Linked DNA regions of Triticum aestivum: region 1 is linked to region 2. A link is a contact called in public Hi-C data. All regions are on one chromosome and are shown on one strand. Each heading gives the region's core, a stretch centred on a gene start, on an enhancer-like site or on the middle of the called end of the contact. The rest is flanking DNA. Distances are from core to core; before and after follow the strand shown.

Region 1 (6,937 bases), core at 3,508-6,007, 380 kb before region 2:
TTCTCCAGCCTACTTTGTACACGTAAAATTCAGACAATGAAAAGTTGCAAGGGAACATACGCGATCTTTGCATTGCAAGTTGTCCTTGATTATGTGAGTAAGAACACTAGATGCTCTGCAACATGCCTGCAAATTTTAGGATCAATCGTCAGATTTTTAAATCAGATAAGAGAGAGGAAAACTGCAGGTATTGATTACATGACATCTCGAACAATCAACTTTCTCATTCTAAACTAGACAATAAGACTTCCTTAGAACACTACTAAATGAGGACTTCAATTCAGATTACATCGTATATATGTATACAATAGAAAAACAACTCGAACAATGATCACAGCATCCAGCCTCTTGGTCATAAAATAAACTGAAGAGGCATATATCCTATGTTTTAAAGGCGTCCATAAGGCGACGCCTAGGCGACGCCTAGGCGTCGAGGCGCCCCCCCAGCGCTTTGCGCTTTAGGCGCCTAGGCGTCGCCTAGGCGTCGAAGCGCCCCCCCAGCGCCTTAAAGCAAGGCGTCGCCTTAAAAACATAGCATATATCAAATTTGAAGAGGAGAATGGTGGCAGAATGACAGCAAGGTCAAACAGCAAAGAAAGAATGTATGGCACTGTTTATATGTCCAAAAGAACTAGCAGCAGAGGGCATTGATTTATAATCATTTGGACCAAATTTAAAGAGATCTACTATCTGGTGTGTTGAATAGTGCGTTTGTATTAGAAGACATTACCTCCATATCTCCATTAACATCACTTGACACCAGAGCTTGCAGAAGTGCACTGCCATTACAATGGTAACATAAGTGAAGGTGCAATTTTATGAGTGATAGAATTCAGACTACAGAAAGCATCATGAAGTGTGGCAGAAACAGCAGCAACCATAGTGACATGTTATGGAGATGACAGAAATGGCCATCTCTAGTACAGTAGGTATAGGTGATCTCAGCAGTAAATTACGACATAATTAGAGCCAAAAGATAATGCTCCCATTGTACTAAATGCAACAGAAGGACCATAGACTAACCTTCCAAATGGCATGTCACTAGAAGCACCATGGGTAGCAGTTCCTTGGTTTGGATGTGGAGCAATAGTTGATGCTAATAATGCCTGGCCATTGGGATTTGTCTGTTCCATAAAGAGAAAACTCCTACTTATTATGTGCTTACACATACTGATATGCCAAAGGAGACCAAAAATTTAGCAGAAAGAATAGCCAATATTCTACTTAAGTTATAACTGAAAATGTGACCAAAATGATGAAAAATACTAATTGCCTCATTTAATGTCTCCTTATCTCCTTACTAACATGTTCATGATTATTTGAACCAGCAAAAATATCAGGAAAAAGATCACCTCGCAGAAACACTTGAAGACATAATCAGCAGCAACAAATTCCTGTGCTACAGAGGTTCGCAGGATTATAGCTAAGATCGCATTCAGTGCAGGCTGAACATGAGGTTCTTCCCCGACTTGCTTGCTTGCAAGAGAATCGAGATTTTGAGGATGTCTTAGTACCAAGCTGCCAATACACCGCAATGCCTGGAAAAAATGAACAGTGTACAAACATCCAACAACACAACTTAGTAAAACTATCATACATATAGTTGCATGGTACCTCAACTGTTATAAGGGACTCACCGTACAGCAAAGAGCTACAGGGGCCCACTGACTCTCAACGCCCAATAATAGAAGATGGTCAAGAATGTTTCTCTGTCATTTATTAGTAAAGCCCATATGATGAAACTTACTTCAATGTTATAAGGTAGACAACTAGAAAAGATATAAAGGGAGAAAAGGGTACCTGAGCTAGTGCAGTTTGATTGGTGATCTTGCTAGTATCTTTACCTGTTTCACCCGGTGGGCCCCCCATCAAAAGCAGTTCGACAGTATGTAAGGCACCGAGAAGATTTACCGTCTAAAGAGACAAGAGTTTTAACTTCAGCGAAGTATTGTTAATACAAGCTTTTTGGGCCAAACAGAACTACTTGTCAGTTTGAGTAATCTATCTGTGAGGCTATATAGGTGATTTTATAATGGTGTACCTTTTGTTGGGTAAAATTGAATGCACTGCCTCTCCTAATCTTTAGTATTGATATCAATGGGTCAAAGCCCATTGTCTCTTTCAAAAGCATCTGATATTAGCACAAAGTAATGTCAATGAAAATATGACCATCTAACACTTCAAAACAATTGTTTGATAGAAACATACCTGATTGGACGCATTGTTCCGTATTAAATTATTTAAAAGTTCAAGGCAATCCTGCTCCACAAAAAAGAACAGATTAGCAACAACAAAGTTTTATACAAATTGAAAAACAGCTTTCAAATGGAAACTGAACAACCAGAACTTTTAGACAATTCGGGTACACAATGGATCAGATCAGATCATATAATATGATTCCTGGATAATCACCTGAACAACGACGCCTCCATCAGAAAATCCCTCCTCCCCAATAATGCTAAACAACTTCTCAAATGCACCCTCAAATACAACAATTTTTTGAATTTCCTGAAAGGGTGAATTACCAGTCATTTAGTATTACACATATAGGTTCGAATTGATATCTGGAACATAATAAATCAACCAAGAATATGAGAGAGTAACCTCTGCGTCTCTGGTCAGATAAGTAAGAAGTAATAGTGCTTCATTCCTTATGACCTTCAACATGCATCAAAGATACCCATATGAGCTATATAACCAGGCAAGTAAAGAAACAAAGCAATAAAAATATGTTATAAATTGATGATGCTGGATTGCTGGGAACTCAACAATAACTTAGCATGACTTGTGGATTGCACCCATCAGAAAGTAATTTCAGCATTAACTGCATTTTTTAGCTTTTTCAAATAATTAACCCATGCTGCAGCCTAAGATAGAGGAGGTGCTACTGGAGTAAATAACATCTAATAATATAATTTATTTGTGACAGCACGTATATCAACTCCTTCAGAAGAACAGATAAGGGTCCAAATCAACATGATTGTACATCTCTACTTCATGTTGTAAATCAAAGTCATGCTGCTAACTGATTTCACACATTGTAACCATAAACCGTTTCCACATGCATTAGACTACTACTGCATGGATAACTTAGGATAAGCAAAACTGATATTAGCACAATAGATATGTCTGGATAGCATGTGTGCTTCTTTAGAGGAAGAGGGGAAAAGAGGTTGGTGCTAAACCTCGCGGTCCATAAGCATGTCCATTAAAACTGTTATGCCACGGGGAATTAATAGAATTGCCTCCTGTAATCTGAAACACCAAAAGGATAAAAAGGAGTTAAAAAGGTTTAAAGTGTAGTGGATGCATCCCAACAGAAAAAGACTTACTGGGCACCTTTTCAACGAGTTTGTAAGTAACGCTGTTAAAAGCTGGATTGTGTAATATCGCACATAGAAATCCTCCTCTGTCTTTGAACCAAACAGGAGGGAGAAATAAATCATGACAGATGAAGCAGGTAAAGCGAGTTACATGCAGTAAAAGCAAAGAATGTAAACTCACCAGTAAGCTCAAGAGAAGAGAAATATTGTCTGTTTCTCGAGAAAGCAAATCAGAGTTCATTGATGCCGGTTGGACCTCAGTTTTCAGTCCCTGTGACGTCTCAATAGGAGTCAGCGCGCTCACAAGGGTTTCTAGGGCACCTCTGACGAGCTCAACATCCTCACGGTCTTCTTTCAAAACGTTGAGAAGGACAGGGAAGCCTATTTTGCAAATTAGCAAGAATGTATCACACATCAGTCGCTCATAGAGATGAATGTACAAATACCAAGGACCCAAGTGAAATGATATACCCATAGCTCCAAAAGACATCTGAGCCGAACGGCTCTCCGCCACGAGGGACTGTAGCTCAGTCATGGCAGACCTCCTATCATCAGGCATCGTGCCGTTGCTTATGCGGTCAAGGAATCTCTCGACGTAGCTGTACAACATAATGCAGTTAGAGGGTCACTCGCTAAAAGTGGCATATGCCAATCAGGTGCTATGTTTTTCAGGCAACAATAGGCCTAAAAGTATGATTACACGACTGAACACAAATTTCATGCCGAATTGCCTACCTATCTTCCTTGGACTCGGACGCCTCGTTGCCGAAAACGAATCCCCCAATCCCCTGTGAGACAACACCAACAGAACATGGAGTTAATAAACATCAAACTTGCTCCACCAACCTGTGATGAAATCATGGCATCACATTGGCCCAACTGCTACTAGAGCACGAGCTCCAACGGAATGAAGCATTCCATGCTAAAAAACGGAAAAAAAATACATAACACCCTATGAGACTAGAACTCGTTCATACGACCGGCGAAACGCCTCGTCGGGCTCCGACCTAGGGTGCGTCGGTGACAGGGAGGAGCAGGAGCGGTCGGGGACGGGTTCGATTAAGGTCGTGGGGGGAGGGGGTGTGCACCTGCATGATATTTTTTCCTGCGCTTCCGGCGAAGCCCCGAAGGTTGATCGACCGGGATTCCATGGATCGCGAGCGCCTGTGTGGAGTAGCGAGGGACAGTTAGCCGGATCGTATAGGTTGAAGAAGACTTAGCAGACACAGTGCGTATTCTTGGGAGGGAAGGCGGTTCTAACCTGGGAACCGAGAAAGATCGCCGCGGCGGCGGCGGCGGCGGAGGTGAGGTGGAGACTGGAGATCGGGGGGGTGGACGGGGAAGCAACCAGGGAGGGGTGGGGAGGCAGGCTGGATGGAGTCGGGGTCACGGGGGATTTTGGTTTGCTTGCTGAGGTGACGTGGCATACCTCCTCCACTGTTTGCACCGAAGCAAGAGCAACCGTGGAAATGCTTCCACGCTCTCGCTCACAAGGGTTTCTAGGGCACCTCTCACAAGCTCTAAGGGTGTGTTTGGTTGCTGTGACCAGATAGAACGTCATGGGTCCGACCCGTTCCCACAGCTCATTCCCGCGTATGGTTAGTCGAACAAATCAGAACCCACTCGTCTCAGGGAATGGAATATTCGCTCATTATCCGGAATCGAGGCATACCTCGAAATCGACCGAACGACAGGGCCCACGCCCGTACCCTATCCTCTCGCAACTCCTTGCACTAGCGTCGCCACCCTCCCACATCTCCCTTTCTCTCGATCTGCCTTCTCCATTCCTCCCCGGCGCTGACTTCACGTTCCTCCCGTCGTCTCCTCTGTGATGGCGCGCATCTGCACCTTGGCGGCGACCTAGCAGCAGCGAGCCAGCGACGAAGCAGCGGGGCGGTTACCACTCAGGAGGCGGCGACGAGAGAGCAGGGAGCGACCGAAGGTGCTGCCGCAAGGTCTGGATCGGCGGCGGCCATGTACGGTTTCCACTACCCGTTTGTATATCTTTGTATATGTTCATGTTTGGGCAGATTTTATTTCATGTACGCTCCTCAATTTGTTTCATATATATATGTGCTTCTGTGCACTACCCAGATCCATGGTTATCCAATTTTTACTTCAATATGTGCTGCTGTGTACAACCTAGATCCATGGTTACAAGTCATTGCTAGCCATATTTTTGATAGTATGCATCATTTGTACATGGTCACGAAGACCACGTTCATGTGAAATCTGGTGGAAGCCGCTGCTTTTGTTGCACTAGTCGCAACGTCAGTCATTGTTCGGCTATAATAAGGAAGGGAAGACCTCATTCATATGAAATCTGGTGGGTTCAAGCTTGTGGCTGAAGCTCTTGTGAAATTTGAAAGAATTTGATGGCTGAAGCTTGTGGCTGAATCTGACGGGATGTAGTCTCCAATTTAAAAGAATTTGATGAAGAGCTCATGTATGATTTGTATGTGAACTCATGTATGGCTGATTGCTTTTGGATGATTTGTATGTGAACTCATGTATGGCTAATTGTTTTTGGATCTGATGGATGAACTTGCTACCTTCTGTTAAGTTTGTGCCTGGTTTATGTCATATATGTGTGATTTTTGTCGATATGTATGTTGTCGTGCTGTTTTTCTTCAAAATACAAATGAAATGCTGCCAAAATTTTGAATTTTAGGTGGTTCAATTTTTCATACCGTCTCTCTAACCAAACACCGGAACGGAACCAACCCGTTCCGCTTTTTTGTTGGTACCAAACACGGGAATAGAACGAACCCGTTCCTATGGAATGGAACCATTCCATTCCGTTCCACTTGGTTCCTCAACCAAACACACCCTAACATCCTCTCGGGTCTTCGGCTTCGGTGGCGAGTTCGATGAGCTTGATATTTTAGTATTTTGAATTAATTTTCGATTCGAGGAAATTGGATTTGAGGTTTTTCACGACGAGCTATATACCTTATGAGACAAGCAGACCCTTCCGAGGACCAATCATGGGTCCCAGCTGATAGTCTTCGGACACACCGCTCCTTAGGGTCCCACTGTTCATATGTCTAATCAAAAGACAAAAGAGTCATGATGGCCCCGAATTCTACTTTAGTGGCACCATCAACGCCTGTCTCGATCTATGTACGCACATAAGGCACGACACCTGGGAAACACGCGGATTTACCGCTGCAAGACTCAGCGTCCTATTACCCCGCGACCAAGTTTTTTTCCATATAAAGTAAAGGAAATGCGTCAAAGATTTCACATCCTTTCCACTCGTTCCATTGCCTTCACGCGGATCTCGTCTCCTTTCTCACCTCCATTGCTGCTTCGAAAGCTCAACATAATGGGGAACATCCCTAGCTCGTCAATTCGCCCCGCCGGTCCCCTTGAAGCAGAGTGGAAAAGTTGCTTGGTTGCTCAAGGGAAATTGAATCGTCTTGCTACCCGGGGATACCTACCTGACCTAGAATTTGCGTGGATTCGGCCTGGCTTGGTTGCTTTGGACGACGACCTGCTCAATGATAATTTCCCGGCGCTGTAGGTTGACGAGCGGGTAAGCTTCGTCCAGGGGCTAGGCTTTCCAATCCACCCCTTCCTCCAGGTCCAGGGTCTCCTGAAGTTTTATGGGA
Region 2 (6,275 bases), core at 1,323-3,822:
GCCCGGCTTAAATAGCCGGATTTGGCCCTTCGGGTGGTGCGCCAGAGCGGTGAGATGAATGCGGACCGGTGACCTCCTGGCGGACTGATGGGTTTCCGTGTGGGTCCCACCAGTCAGTCTGACGTGGCAGCCGTGTCCGGGCCTCCCCATATCCTCTCCAAATATGGGCTGGGTTTGGGGGGGGGGGGGGGGGGGGGGTCCCGGACGTTTGGGCTGGGTATAGGGGTTCTGGTTGGGTGCCAATTTCGTGACCGGGTCGTCCGGGCGTATTTGTGTGTGTGTGTGGGGGTGGGGGGGTGAGGGGTCTAGTTGTGGATGTCTAACTCTCGGGAGATGGCGCCTGAATGTTTCTTTACTACCTAGATTCGACTAGGAACACACAAATGCGTAAAACCTTTCTACAATTAATTATTTTATTTGGTAGGCTGAAAATTTCATCATATATAAAAATTCTAACTATAAGGGTGACATGACTTGTAAATGTGACACGTTTCTTTGTAGTGGGGTAATGATTTCAATGGGAGCCAAGAATAGAGTAATAACTCCTTAATATTTGAGTTGATTTGGATTATGGAGCACCAGGGAGTTCAGAATAATAACTCAGTATTTGAGCTGATTTGGCTATTGTAGTAGGCTTCATTCAATCATAATTTTCTTGGCCGTGAAAACTGATGGAACATGTAAAGTTTGATGTGCTGTTATACCTCTTCTTTACTCTGCATGATAATAGCTGGCAAAGAACTGATACCCCTTATGAAAAGTTGCGTCTTCTTTTCTTAGGTCCAATGGAACCATAGTTTTTTTTCTTTCTAAATAAGCTTATGGGCTACATCACCATCTTGATTTTGACATAGTCTCAGTGCAAGCTTTATTGGCATTTACCAAAGCACTGTGACCTTGCAATAGGTTTCAAATTGCTGTTGTCAATGTTTCATTTATCAGTGTATGATTTATTTATCTATTGAAAATGCACTGCAGCTGTTACACCATCAACAAAAGATGCCCACGGTGTACTTGTAGAACGTGATCCAAGTTATGATGACATGCTTAAGCACATGGTTGGGAGAATCACTACTAAGCCTGGAGGAAAGCCAGAAATGGGTGAAGTGAGTCATGTGATGTTACATTGTTCTCCCTGGGCTAAAATACCATAGTCCCCTTGATGATTTCATTGCATTGCACTGCATAAACCTATAAAGAGCTGAGCTTAAACAACCATTCTATTGAGTCTGAACTTTCCTTAGTTTTTCGGGAGAAGTGATCTAATCAGAGGCTTGTGCTTGCAGGCTTCCGTCGTAGAGCGATACAACAGGCCGCTTCCTAAGGTGAGAACATCTGAACCCGAACCCGGGCAGAGCAGGCAGCTACCTCCAGGAACCCTGAACGTCGGGCACATCCAGGAGATCATCCAGCTGTACCAAGGAAAGTCCAGTAGCCACCGCGGCCCGATGAGTGTGGACCAGATCGCTTCGAGGTTCAGAGTCGAAGCCTCTGTGGTCCATGGAATCGTGCAGTTTGTCTCGTTGCCGCAGGATGAAGGCACCGAAAAGAAAGACGAACGGCGGGACCTTTGAGCGGATCTGTCAACATGGTGGAGATTGTTCATGCTCCCGAAATGAGTTGCTTAGAGGACAACTGGACAGACAAGTTTCTTCATAGTGTTTTCGTAGGTTTATTTTCTTTCTTGTTGTTGTTGCTACTGCTGCTGCTGAGCTGAAAGCCTGAGATGGTGATGGAAACTGGAAACCGTACATTGCCGTGTTGCCTAAATAAAAATGAGCGTTTTTTATTTTTACATTTTTCGTGTTTTGTCGCATTTTCAAAACGCATATGCCATTTTGGGTCAGTTGTGACGTGGCAAATCGATGGGTCCTACATGTAAAAATAAATCATGCACAGAGATTGTAGTTAGAAATATATTTGTTTTTCAGTTTACAAAGTTGTTTCTAGAAAGAGATATCAGACCTCTCCCAATGCAAAGGTGCTTAGATAAGGTGCTAAGCATATTAAATGCCTACAATGCAAAGGTGCTAAGCTTTTGGGTGCTAAGCTTCATGCATTTAATTCGTTGTAGACTCAGAATTGTGCTTCCACCTAGGTACTCGTTTCTTCCTGGGGTCACCATACTCCATCCGTTTTTATTTACTCTGCATATTAGAGTTGATTGAAGTCAAACTTCGTAAAGTTTGACCAAGTTTATAGAAAACAATAGACATTTATCATAATAAATCTATACGATGTGAAAGTACATTTAATAATAAATCTAATGTTGTTGATTTATTATTGTATATCTTAATATTTTTGTATATAAATTTGGTCAAAGTTTGTAAAGCTTGACTTTGACCAAAGCTAATATGTGAACTAAATAAAAACGGAGAAAGTACTACTCTCTCTCTTCCTAACTACCATGCCACATCATATTTTTTACTTAGTTGGCAACCTTAACACCTGTACAAGATGGAGCATTGGGAGGGGCCTAAGAAGAAAACGAATATTGTTGGCAGGAAATTCTGAGCTGCACTGCACGCATTTGAAGTGACCCACCAGATGTGGAGGAAGCTTCCGTCGCAATCAAACGGTCCCTACGGCCCCGATCTTTGATTCATCTGCACGGATCACGAGGCACGCCGCTCCCCCTCGTCATCTCCCATTGCGCGGGTCGCCGGAGGGTGAAAGCAGCGGCCAGCGGTCCTCTTCCCCTCTCCCCCCGCCAGATCTCGAGGCTTCTAGAAGCTTCTGCCGAAGTTAGAGTGTAGTCCAGATCTCGAACCTTCTAGAAGCCTCCACGGGCCGCGGCCCTCCCCGCCTCCTCCAGATCCCGAGGCTTGGGAGAACGCGAGCGGGGGATCCACGGGACCTTCGACTTCGAGCACCTGCTGCCAGGGATGCCGGTGAGTTGCTCGCACTAGTACATGGGCTCAGTGAATGGCTGTGGCTTCGCTCGGCTGCGTGCTAGCTCGTGATCCCAGCTTTTGGCTGCGTGGCGTCTCTCTCCTGCTTAGTGATGCCACTTAGTGAGCGCTTGTGCTAATCTTCTTGAATTGATCATGACTGATTTGTAATGTATCAACCATGTTTTTCCTTCTCGTCTTGTCAGAGCATACAAGAACCACTGCATTTCAAACCTGAAGAGCCTAAAGTAGTCGTGGCGGAGAACGAGAAGATGGTTGATGTTCAGGACAAGGAGGTCACCATGGAAGGCCTCTGCTCTGTGGCCGCTTACGATCAGTGGACGCCTCTCTCAGTCCCAGGACAGCGTCCCAAACCTCGATACAAGGTCTTTATTTTTATTTATGTAACTTTTATATACCTTATGATCTTGTGCTGGGCTGTTTTCACTTGATGGCTCTGACATACTGGCTCCAATTACCTTCTGCAGCATGGAGCTGCCGTAGTTCAGGAAAAGATGTATGTCTTTGGTGGAAACCACAATGGCCGTTACCTTGGTGACATTCAGGTACACTAGTCATTATGATTCTCAGTGGAAGGGGCTGCTTGTGCCTTCAGCTATGTTACCTGTATTTTTTGTCATTGAATTTCTAGGGAGGAATTGTTACTCCTTTAGTTGAGCCCTAGATTTCCTTAATTACTTGCCTTGGGGGTTACCCCCTGTTCCTATATTTTGAGAAGATGGCACACAACTTAACAATGGAATCCTTCTTTGCTCGAAGGTTCTGGATTTCAAAAGTTTGTCATGGTCAAAGCTAGAAGCTAAAATTCAATCAGAATCGGCTGAACCAGTTTTAGTTGCTCCATGTGCTGGTCATTCACTGGTAATCATCAAGTACTCTTTGTAGTTATCAGTGATGTGAAACTGGTATACTTTCCAATGGTTGTAATTATAACTTTATCAGATTGCGTCTGTCTTCTAATCCCTGTAGATTCCATCCGGAAACAAGATTCTGTCAGTTGCAGGACACACCAGGGAACATACAGAGAGTCTCAGTGGTTAGCCTAATACATCGCTCATTTTTCTCTCTTCTTATCTTGTCATGCCAGAACTTAATATTTTTTACTCAATGTTGTACCAGTAAAGGAGTTTGATCCGCAAACCAGCACTTGGTCAATTTTGCGTACTTATGGGAAGTCGCCGGTATGTATATTTAATCTGTATTTATGCTGTTCAATTGGGTCGCAAGTTTCCACCCCTTTTCCCTGAAGGCTGCTTCTTTTTGGTCAATATGTATCTTATGGTACTTTTCCTTTTTGTTTAGAGCTCACGTGGTGGTCAATCAGTGACTCGTGTTGGGGACACTTTAGTTGTGTTTGGAGGTGAAGGTGGTGGGAGGTCTCTTCTGAACGAGCTGCACGTTCTTGATCTCGAAACCATGACTTGGGATGAATTTGAGAGCACGTAAGTTCTGTGGATTTGGTTTGATCGATGTAAACAAAATGGAGCGGATTTGTTAAAATTGCACAAATGAAGTTAAAAAGTTCTTAGATGGGTATTCTTACATATATATATGTGTGTGGAGAAATAAAATTCAAAGTTATGTGAAAATGCTATAGCACGTGTCACTTGTAGTTGGCAATTATTATACTTTATTTAGAACATGAAATAAAACTTGCAGTAAACGCATTAACCGGCTCTGCTTTTAGGTGCAAGATTGATATCTAACAATTGTTTGTTACAGAGGCACTCCTCCTTCTCCAAGGTCAGAGCATGCTGCTGCATGCTATGCAGACCGGTATCTCTTGATATTTGGTGGGGGATCTCATTCTACATGTTTCAGTGATCTATATCTCCTTGACATGCAAACAGTGAGACTTCTGTCTAGCGCTGGTATTGTACATTTGCAATTCCAAACCAGTCACCTACCGTTAATTGCAGATGGAATGGTCAAGACCAAAGCAGCACGGTATAATTCCAGAACCAAGAGCAGGGCATGCAGGCGTAACGGTTGGCGATAACTGGGTTATCACTGGTGGTGGTAATAGTAAGAAAGGTAAGGTTGAAATATTATGATTTTTTTTACATTACTGCGTCCGTTTGTTTCCGCTATTTGGTAACCTAATGAATGTAGCTCCCTTCCATCTATAATCGGTTATTCCACTTTGTTCCATTTCTAAAAGCAGCTCACAAAACTGTTATCACTCACATGTGCCTAATGCACTGCAGGTGTTCCAGAAACGCTTGTGCTTAACATGTCTACTTTGGTATGGTCGGTTGTTACTAGTTTTGAAGGCCGTGCTCCCCCTACAAGTGAGGTTAGCCATTTTTATTCTTATTTTCAATTTGTAAAGCAATGTGAACTTTTATTTTGCATAACATCGTATATGTTCCGCATAGTTACTTGGAAACTCTCTGAACAGTTTGGATAAATGGAGAAAGGGTCTTTTGGTTCAAGAAGTTCAAATTGAATATTCCAACTAGATTCATGAAAACAATGTTATATGAGTCTAAGCCTTTAAGGAACTCGTAATAGCAAGGTTTACGAGTCGATGAGTCGTTCCGAGGTTGAGACTCATAGACTAAGCGTGAATAATCGACACGAGTCGACACTGAAGTTGTGATTCATAGACTAATCGACACTGAAGTCTAGTCGGCCCTGAAGTTGAGACTCATAGACTAGTCTTGACTAGTCCTTGTACTCATAATCCATGCGTAATAGTGAAGTTAACATGGTCGTACTGCTAACTGTAATTATAATATTAGTTAATTGTGATTCTATGGTGTTATGCACCCAAGCTGTCGCTGATCTCCGTAATCTCCTTCACCACAGGGATCGAGTTTAGTACTTCACACAATTAATGGAGAAGACTTTCTGTTGTCATTTGGAGGATACAGTGGACGTTACAGCAACGAGGCATGTTCCTCTGTCATCAGTTTAATTTTTCTTATCTATATCTTTATATTTAGATGAGCATTCTTTGTATTTAGGTTTATGCTCTGAAGACAAGTCTCAGACCAAGTGTGTCGTCTTCACGAATAGATGAAGTCGAGACAAATGGCATGACCCCATTATCTGCAGAAGTAAATTCTAGCAGGGGACCAATATTCGAAATTGAAGAACTTCGAGATGACAAGGTAATATCTTAAGCTTGTGGCTGCTTGTTGAAACCATGGTTAACGCTTTTTCTCTCTGTCATTTTCAGAATAACAAGGGAGTAGATATCAGCAAAACCTTGGTGCAAGCAGTAAAGCATGAGAAGAGCCAGGTAGAAGAAAAACTTGAACAGGAAAAGCTGCAGAGCTTCCACCTGAAGAAGGAACTAGCTGATGTAGAGAACAAAAATGCGGAGCTTACTAAGGTAAGCTATAGCACACTCACGTA

What was found. A called contact is a pair of places that touch in the nucleus more often than the background predicts.
Region 1: a contact with region 2 is called in a Hi-C map of leaf, with 5 times the contacts expected there. The contact joins the promoter of LOC123102630 here to the promoter of LOC123102627 in region 2. A contact is called at or near these places in 3 of 5 Hi-C or Micro-C datasets (all in leaf).

Annotation. Positions count from the first base shown.
Region 1 is chr5A:131,827,724-131,834,660 of IWGSC CS RefSeq v2.1, reverse strand. It overlaps LOC123102630 (golgin candidate 6), which reads right to left and starts at 4,757. Exons shown (of 19, transcript XM_044524048.1): 1 at 4,585-4,757; 2 at 4,412-4,487; 3 at 4,059-4,111; 4 at 3,795-3,922; 5 at 3,505-3,704; 6 at 3,340-3,413; 7 at 3,186-3,255; 8 at 2,605-2,658; 9 at 2,413-2,508; 10 at 2,209-2,259; 11 at 2,042-2,131; 12 at 1,801-1,914; 13 at 1,638-1,709; 14 at 1,353-1,538; 3 more. The coding sequence starts at 4,474.
Region 2 is chr5A:131,441,464-131,447,738 of IWGSC CS RefSeq v2.1, reverse strand. It overlaps LOC123102627 (acyl-CoA-binding domain-containing protein 6), which reads left to right and starts at 2,572. Exons shown (of 15, transcript XM_044524044.1): 1 at 2,572-2,891; 2 at 3,098-3,277; 3 at 3,380-3,457; 4 at 3,672-3,773; 5 at 3,882-3,948; 6 at 4,032-4,093; 7 at 4,215-4,354; 8 at 4,635-4,761; 9 at 4,832-4,946; 10 at 5,120-5,208; 11 at 5,724-5,807; 12 at 5,882-6,028; 13 at 6,097-6,252. The coding sequence starts at 2,886. LOC123102629 reads left to right here. Exons shown (of 3, transcript XM_044524046.1): 2 at 979-1,106; 3 at 1,287-1,795. The coding sequence ends at 1,574.